3 separate regions of the Mus musculus genome follow, and regions 2 and 3 are each linked to region 1. The links are chromatin contacts, called in public Hi-C and promoter capture Hi-C maps. All regions are on one chromosome and are shown on one strand. The core of a region is the stretch at or near the end of the contact, and the rest is flanking DNA. Distances in the headings are between cores, read along the strand shown. Region 1 holds the start of Xpo6 (exportin 6). Region 2 holds the start of Kdm8 (lysine (K)-specific demethylase 8). Region 3 holds the start of Nsmce1 (NSE1 homolog, SMC5-SMC6 complex component).

Evidence for each region. Promoter capture Hi-C pulls out the DNA fragments that hold promoters and counts their contacts. Hi-C and Micro-C count contacts between places; a contact is called where the count stands out from the background.
Region 2: a contact with region 1 is called in a Hi-C map of B cells, with 7 read pairs. The contact joins the promoter of Kdm8 here to the promoter of Xpo6 in region 1. A contact is called at or near these places in 1 of 39 promoter capture datasets (the C10 cell line) and 1 of 484 Hi-C or Micro-C datasets (B cells).
Region 3: a contact with region 1 is called in a promoter capture Hi-C map of pre-B cells, with 2.2 times the contacts expected there. The contact joins the promoter of Nsmce1 here to the promoter of Xpo6 in region 1.

What each region holds. Positions count from the first base shown.
Region 1 is chr7:126,199,122-126,202,021 of GRCm38.p6, reverse strand. Xpo6 (exportin 6) reads left to right here and starts at 1,521. Exons shown (of 24, transcript NM_001311143.2): 1 at 1,521-2,123. The coding sequence starts at 2,121.
Region 2 is chr7:125,443,156-125,446,055 of GRCm38.p6, reverse strand. Kdm8 (lysine (K)-specific demethylase 8) reads right to left here and starts at 1,436. Exons shown (of 8, transcript NM_029842.5): 1 at 1,264-1,436.
Region 3 is chr7:125,490,063-125,492,962 of GRCm38.p6, reverse strand. Nsmce1 (NSE1 homolog, SMC5-SMC6 complex component) reads left to right here and starts at 1,520. Exons shown (of 8, transcript NM_026330.4): 1 at 1,520-1,550.

The sequences.
Region 1 (2,900 bases), core at 272-2,771:
AGTAAGGGAAAGGACTCCTTTTGGGGGAATAGGAACTTGTTTCACAAGTTTCCTAGGAATTCTGGCTTTTATCTAACACCAGAATTCCTTCTATAGTCCATCTTGAGCTCATTCTGGATATGTGGACTGCCTGAGACCTAATGTGTGTGTGTGTCCCTGTGCAAGCATGATACTAGTGTGGTCAAAAGACAACAATTTGTGGTAATTTATTTTCTCCTTCTTCAATTGGGTTTTGTTTTAGTCACTGTTTTATTGCTGTGAATATATACCATGACCATGACAACTCTTGTAAAAGAAAGCATTTAATTGGGGGCTTGCTTCCAGTTTCAGATGGTCCGTCTATCATCATGGCAGGGAACAGGTCGACATGCATGGTACTGGAACAGTAGCTAAAAGATACATCTGATTCACAAAAGGAGACTGGGTTTGCCATTGGCTTTTTTTTTAAATGTTTATTTATTTATTTATTTATTTATTTATTTATTTATTCTATGTAAGTACACTGTAGCTGTCTTCAGACACTCCAGAAGAGGGCATCAGATTTTGTTACAGATGGTTGTGAGCCACCATGTGGTTGCTGGGATTTGAACTCAGGACCTTTGGAAGAGCAGTCGGTGCTCTTAACCACTGAGCCATCTCACCATCCCTGCCATTGGCTTTTGAACTCTTTTTTTTTTTTTTCTGAGACAGGGTTTCTCTGTGTAGCCCTGGCTGTCCTAGAACTCACTCTGTAGACCAGGCTGGCCTCGAATTCAGAAATCTGCCTGCCTCTGCCTCCCAAATGATAGGACTAAAGGCAAGCTCCACTACTGCCCGGTGACTTTTGAACTCTTAAGGCCCACCCCGAGTGACACACATTTTTCCAACAAGACCACACCTAATCATTCTAATCGGTTTCAAATAGTGCCACTTCTGATGACTAAGCTTTAGATATGGGATAGGCATTCTTATTTAAACCAGTACAGGTTCTGAGGATTGAACTTAGATTGGGTTGTCAGACATAGTGGCAAGTACCTTTAAAGGCTGAGCCATATCCCATAAAAACTTATTTTATTTACATGCATGTTTGTGTACCTATATATGTGTATGCTATGTGAGTATGGGTGCAGGTGTCTCCAGAGTCCAGAAGAGGGTGTTGAGTCACCTGGTGTTGGAGTCTGGAATTAGGGATGAAGCCAATTTAGATCGTGACACTAAGTGTTTCAATTTCATCCTGTGACACTTTCTGGTCCTAGGACCCAGAACTGTGGACTGAATGAATAAGATCCCAGGAGAGCACAGACCAGCATCGCCGAACTTCTAGTCCGGTGTCAGGGTCCGGAAAGATGCTCAGAAAAGATTTGCGGAATGAATGAGTGAAAAGAAACGAAAGGGAAACCTTTCCTTTACCAAAATGGCCGCGTGTCCCTTTACCAACGCGGCGGTCCCTGGCCTCTTGGGCGGGGACGTGGTGGGCGGGGCCAGTGAACAGTCAGGTGCGGCCCCGCCCTCCTCTGCCCTCACTTGATTCCGGATTGGTCCGGTTCCAGCGCCGCAGCAGGCCGCGGGCTGAGGGGCCGCCTGGTGCTCGCCACTTCCGGCGCGTTGGGCTGTTGGCAGAGGGTGGCCGCGAGGGGCGAGCCGCGGCTACTGGTGGCGCGCAGGGATGCGGAGGGAGCCCGCCGCGAGGACAGAGGTGGCGAGGACAGCAAGGGCCCGCGGGCCTCTCTCCTGAGCCGGCCGCGCCGCCCAGGCCCAGGCAGCCTCTGCCCCTTCAGTCTCGGCTGAGGCCCGTCGCCGCCTCGGGCCGCGGAGGCCGGGGAGTCCCTGCCTGGGCCCGCAGCCTCCCTCTCGGGGGTCGGGCCCAGGCGGGGGGCCTCGTGTAGCCGCCTCTGAACCCCATTTTCTGCTTTTGCGTTTCCCCGGGGTGGGCCGAGGTCTGGATGAATCGCTTCGGGGGGTCCCCGAAGGGGCCCGTGTGCTCCTTTTAAAGGTGCCGGCGGGGCCCGGGTAGGGAACCGGTTGTCTTTGCATGGGCGGGGGACTCCCCGAGCCTGCCGGGACCATGACCTGAACTGTGCGAGCGGGACACGACGGATCCCAAGAGCTAGCTCACCTGAGCCATCCCCTTCCCGGCCAGCATGGTGAGTGGGTCCAGGGACCGGGTTGGAGGGGTGGCAGTGGGCCTCAGAGCAGCTGAGCCATCTCTTCTTCCCTGAGGCGGGGAGAGGCGCGTGCGAGCCTGGCCGGTGACACATGCGTGCAGGGTGTGCAACCGGCTGTACGCTCCCATTGCCCCCACCCCCACCCCCACTGGATGTCTTGAGTAGCGCCACGGATACAACCCCCTGCCTCACTGTTGGCTGTGCCCTTGTGCAGCAAGTCGTGATTATCAGTATCATTTATTTATTGATGGCATACTGTGTGTCATTTCCTTTGCTAAGTCAGTGGTATGTATTTTGTTAGTATATCAACCCCCTGATTGGAAATGGGGGATACTTGAGGCAAGAAGCAGTTAATTACTCTGCCCAAGGTCAGTTGACTCTTTTGGGTTAGTAGCACTATTTGAACATAAGCAATCTGTTATAGAACTGGCTGGATTTTTGGAGACCATCTGTCCAGCGGTAGGTTTGCGTTTGCAGAAATCTAAAGTAGTATTTGTAGAGGTTACTGGTTACGGATACAGACGATGGCAGAGTCAGCAGTGGGGTCTTTGGACATCTTGGTTGCTGTTCTTTTTGTTTTCTGCTCTGGCCTTTTCCTTGGAAAACTATGCATACTTTCAGGTCCCACTAAAAAAAACCTCTCTGAAAGGAAAATACCTCCTCTTCTTGCAGGCTTTTTAGCTTTTCCATAGTCCTTGGGGTTTGTGTACTCAGAGCAGTTGGTTGAGTGCTTGTCTTTTGCCATTTTAATGTTTC
Region 2 (2,900 bases), core at 187-2,686, 760 kb after region 1:
GCTTCCCAGAGTACCATATAAAAGTTTATTGTGAGATGTATAAATAGGCTTCCAATAGTCAGGTATAGATGGCCTAACTGTGGAATTCACCACCTAAACCAGGAGACTATAAATTTAAGAGCCTAGACAAACAAAACCGGGGGTTATTGTTGGTAAAATGACACCCACAATCACCCAAACACAGGCCACATGTACCAGCCTCAATGGCCTCATATGTTCCAGTATAAGTTTCTCTCCCACAGTGCAACAGTTAATAGGCCTTAAAGACATCTTGCCGGCCATTGCTTTGCTTTTGAAGTTGGTAGGGGCTGTGTCTTTGCTTGCAAGGTGGCCTTCTGGTATTCTACATTCACGTGTCAGGCAAAAGGCACTGCTTTCAAGTAATGGCCAGGTGCGGGTTGCACAAAACGTTTCTCTGTAGCCTTAATTCTAAAAGGTCTTTAAATAAAGGCCCATTTGTTGGTGTACAAAACGACGCTTTTTGCGAAAGGATGTCACCCAAAGGGTGCAGGATCTAATCTGTGTGGTTCTATCTGGGCTTCCTAAGTGAACTAAGCTGCTCACACCAAAACCAAAGGAGCCAAAAACGGGGCCGAACGGAATCAAGCCTCGCTTCCTAAGTGCACTTTTTGGGGATGCATTACAGAAACCGGTTTTGGTTGCTAAGCGGGATGCTGGATGCCTTAGCATGAACAACAGTCTAGGGAAAGCACGTGCAGTCCTTCTCTCAAAGTACCCGGCTGCTCACGCCCTTCTGGACAGTCTGGATTGGAGGGCTGGCTAAGTGGCCTAAGAGAAGACGCCCCGACTCCCAGGAAGTCTTTGGTTGTTGCTGTGGACCTCTGTCCGCTTACGGGGGACAGGCGGACTTGGGCGAACGGGTTCGAGGATGGAGATTGGAAACAGGTAGCAGTGGCCGCAGCCATGCCTTCCGGACAGACGGCGCAGGCGTGGTTATGTGGGCCGGTCTCGCCACTAAACCTATCCTCACACTTGAACCACTAACCGAAGCCTAAAAGGGAAGGGCACGACAGTTGCACGCATGCGCTATTTGACATCCCTAGCAGCTCCTTCAACTGTTTGTGGGGAGCAGATAGCTACTACGCACGCGGCTTTTCAAGCAGCTCCCAGGCCTCCCAAGGCGCCTGCGTGAAACCGTCCCGGCTCGCCCGCGCCGGGCTTTAGCATGGCGCCTGCGCAATCCGTCCTTCACGGCCAGGCTGCAAGTCTAAGCAACTGCAGCTGCCTGGAGCTCCAACTAACCTCTCTGGCGCTTGGACTTGTTTGTGTCTCTCGTTGCTGGCGACGACTGGTTCCGTCCGGGCGAAGATTCTTCGGCTGGCTTTATCACCGACTACACCGAGAGCATCGATCACTTCTGACTCGGCTGATCGCGACGGGTGCCTAGAGGAACGCGGAGCAATCGATGCCAGGCCCCGCCCTCCTCCGGTTCAAAGACTTGGGAGGCTTGAGCTTTCTTTTCCGGGTCATACCTTGCAGAGCAGTTTGTCACTTGCGACTACCCAATCCTTCCAACTCAGATAATGAGTTCTCCCTATTTTACAGAGTAGGAAGCCGAGGTGGAAGAAAAATAGCCACATGATTTTAGAAGTCACGTATATAATTTGAGCCCACAAGTACTGCTTGCAGGACTGGTTTCCGTGAGTTGGCCTATGGTTTCTTTGCAGAGACAGACTATGTGGAGTGGTGTGGCAGTCAGTTCGAGTTTTGAGTTTCGAGCATTCTCTCCCGGTTGACTCCAGAGGTGCCTGGAGCAGCAGCAGCAAACGATTCCCTGCAGCGATCTGCTAGCCTTGGATTTGGAGTGTGACTTCTACTGGTCAGCAGGGATTGAGTCGGGATGTGGCACTCCTCAGTTTTCGTTTTCTCAGGAACACTGAATCGGTTGCTGCCACACCACTCCACACAGCCTGTCTCTGCAAGGAAAACATCCTTCCAATAGGACTTAGACAGAACTCCAGGATATCCCTTCATTCTCTGTGACAGGCCAGCATTCCAAAGTTCCATGCTTGGTCTTTTGTTTGTTTGTTTGTTTGTTTTTAGGGTGTGTGTGTGTGTGTGTGTGTGTGTGTGTGAGACAGGGTTTCTCTGTATAGCCCAGGCTGTCTTGGAACTCACTTTATAGACCAGGCTGGCCTCGAACTCAGAAATCCGTCTGCCTCTGCCTCCAGAGTGCTGGGATTGAAGGCATGCGCCACCACACCTAACTCATGCTTGGTTTAATAAGTGATTAATCGAACTACTTGTCCCCACTTATCAACAAAATGCTGGACAGCCAAATTAGGTGCCTGCATGTTGGTCCCCATGCAGCTGTGCACAGGCTGACACCCGGGGTGTAGTAGCTCTGACCTGCTATATTAGCAGGCCACCCTTCTATTTTATTTCCTGAATTTTCTAGCTTTGGATTTCTTTCCTGTGAAAGAAAAGCTCTAACTGGGAAGATGAGCAGTCGTTTAAGTGCTTGCTTTGCAAGTGTGAGGGCCTGGCTGTAAATTCTCAGTAAAAAGTCAAGTGCAGGGGCAAGCACCTGCAGTTCCAGAACTGGGGAGGCAGAGACAGGAGGGTCCCCAGGGTTTCTGTCCTGTCAGCCCAGCAGAGTCAGTGAGATCAAGGTTCAGTGAGAGATGCTTGTTTGGTTTTGAACCCCAGGACAAGGGACTCGGGTGCATATTTTACACACCAAAGCAGACCTGGCCTCCAGGTTCTCCCAGAATCCCTCAGTCCCTACCTGGCATACCCTGCTCCCAACCCTGAACTTTCTAGCGTGGGGGCTGGACTGCCCTTCCCCCCAGAAGCTCTTCTTCCCTATATAATCCAGACATTTTGGTCTCTCTCTTCACTCTGTGTGTGGGGCCCCTTTCTCTCTTTCTCCCTCCCTC
Region 3 (2,900 bases), core at 271-2,770, 710 kb after region 1:
CCAGGATAAGGCTAGGGCTGGCGGAGTGCTTTGTCCTAGAGATGAGAGAGTTTGGGTTCAAGAACCAGGATTTGACCTTGGCCTTCCACCTCCAGAGATGAAGCTTTTAATGACCTCTGTATTGTTAGTCTCCCTACTCAGTTGAAGAGCTCTCCAGAAGATAAGAAGCTGTCCAAGACTCCAGGGGTGGTGAGAGGCCATGTATGTTTTCAGAGATTGGACTGTGCACTTCGTACGGTTGTATAATTAGTCACTTTTCCTGGGCGAGGCTGCATTTCCAGCTCTGAGACGTGCATCTGGAATTCTCGGAAAGGAAAAGCCTTGAGCAGGCAGAAGTGATTTCTTTGAAGTTACCCTTGTGGCAATTTCATCAGGCCTCACAATTCTTAGATGAGAGTGGCTAAGGCAGTACCACACCACACTTCTCGGCGGCCGTCCTAGTTTTCCCTGCACATTAGTAAAAAGTTTCTGCCCCAGGTAGTAAATGTCTCCGCTGACGTAATAAGCCAGATCATGCTGAATTAAAAATATAAAAGCAGGTTTACCGGGAGCAACTCTCGGGCAGTTTCAACGGTCTCAGAGAACGAGGCCAAAGAAGTCGCCATGAGACCCGGAGAAAAAGAGCCTAGCAAAAGAGAAACAGAAGGCAGAGCGACAGAGAAGAGAGTCCTAGGATGGCTGGGGTGGAGGCCTTTTCTCCACAACACGCACCTGGGTGAAGACTTAAGCAGCCGCTAGGTCCCTGAGAGCAGGCCAGAGGGGTCACCTGCATAGGAACAATTAGTTCTTTTAAATCTCTTATTCAGGACTGGTGTGTGTGTGTGATCGTCTCTTATGCTTTTTCCTCTGTGTGTGTGTGTGATCGTCTCTTATGCTTTTTCCTCTGTGTGTGTGTGCTGCATAGGAACAATTAGTTCTTTTAAATCTCGTATTCAGGACTGGTGTGTGTGTGTGTGTGAGATCGTCTCTTATGCTTTTTCCTCTGTGTGTGTGTGCCAGAGGTCTACGCAAGATGTGGTTCCTCGGAAGGCCTCCACTTTGTTTTTTGATACAAGGTCTCTCTTTGCCTGGGCAGCAAGCACTTTACAGATTACGCTCGCGGACCCCAGAACCGGCTGTTTTAACTCCACTTAGTAGCTCCATGAAAGGTCACCGCTCAACCAGTAGCGGCAGAGCCAAGTTTCTAGCTCAGGCCACAGGAAAACAAAAGCCATTCTTCGTCTCCAGTCTAAAGCCTGCAGTAGTTTTACTACGACACAGGCCGTGGGCCGTGGATCGTCCCGCCGTGGGTTCTCCTCCAGCGAGCGAGAGGCGGGGGCGGCGGAAGCCGTTCCGGGAAGTACGAAAACCGCGCGGGAAACCGCGTAGCTCAGAAGGCGGCTCACAGGTGCCAAGGCGCCATAGCAACAGAGCGGGCGGGGAAAACGGAAGTACTCCGCTGGTGAGCGGGAGAATGCGCGTAGCCCACCAGTAGGAGCTCCAGTCTGGCGATCTCTCCGCCCTGGAGGCGGGCTCCGATATGGCTTCCGGCGTGATCTCGCTGGTTTGCGGTACGTATGAAGGCTTTGGGGTGCTGCGGGGACCAGAGCGGGCATCTGTGGGCAACGGGATCGACCATGGGGTCGGCGCGGGCTTTGGCGCTGACGAGATATTGAAGCCCGCAAAAGGCAGGGGTTGGAACAGCTCTATAACAACATAAGTTGTTTATTTGTTAATTTAAATTTTAAAAAATTGTCTTTTCGAGACATGCTCTCACCATGTAGCCTAGGCTGACCTGGAACTCCTGTAGCTCCTGACTCCCGATCGCCTGATGGGTCAGGCGGAGAAAGTGTGCCTTGTCACTGACACTGTTTGGTGACAGCCACTTGTACCCTTCTGTTCAAAACGACCACACCCTCCCCTTGCGTGCCCCGCCTCCCCACTCCCCCCCCCCCTTTTTGTTTTGTTTGTGGAGCCAGCATTTGAAAGCCTGAGGCTAAATGTGTTCAGAATCATCCGTTTGTCCGATTTTGGAAAAGTATAGGATTCCTGTGCTCTGTGTTTTGTTGCATTTCGTACTGATAACCATAAATAACACCTCTAACCCAGACCAAGACTGGAGAAGTCTAGAGAAGGAACCTAGATCATGGTTTGTTCTGTCTGTCTGCCTATCATCTACCTACCTATCTAAGCAATCTATCTAATCATCTGTGGTTATGTTTTCTAGACAGGTTTTCTCTTTATTGCCGTGGTTGTCCTGGAATTCACTCTGTAAATTAGGTTGGCCTTGAACTCAGATCTGCCTGCCTCTATCTCCCATGTGATGAGATTAAAGGTGTACACCACCACTGCCCAGCAACCACGGTTGGGACTGGCAGTGCCTTAAAAGAAACTGCTTTTGCAGTACTGTCCGTCACTATCGCCATCACTTGTGTACCTTTGTAGCCCCAGCTCCCTCCTGGGGAACACTGTTCCTCATGAGGTTCTGGTGCGTTTCAAACCAGGCTGTGCCATCAGCGGATTAACACTGCCTAGCACAGGCCACCCATGCTGTACCCAAGCATTGCTTATTCTGTAAACGCCTTGGTTTTAAAGTCCTTTGAGTGGGCTGCACCTATCTATGGTTAATCCTCTCTGCAGAGTCCCTCATTGCAGATAGTTGCCATCCTAGCCACAAACAAGCATGGCTCCTGTGATCGGTTCCACACCCATTTTCTGACCCCTTTCCCCACATCACACCATTTGAACTTTTTCTGTACCACTCTTCTCTAATTAATATTTAAGTTGTCTTTAAGTATTTTTGTTTTGTAACATACTTATGAAGATAAAATGAACACCTCAGGTGTAGCACCACCAGATTAAGAAACGTATTATTCCATACCCCCAGCCCCCCATTGAATCTCCTCTACAAAGTTTCCCAC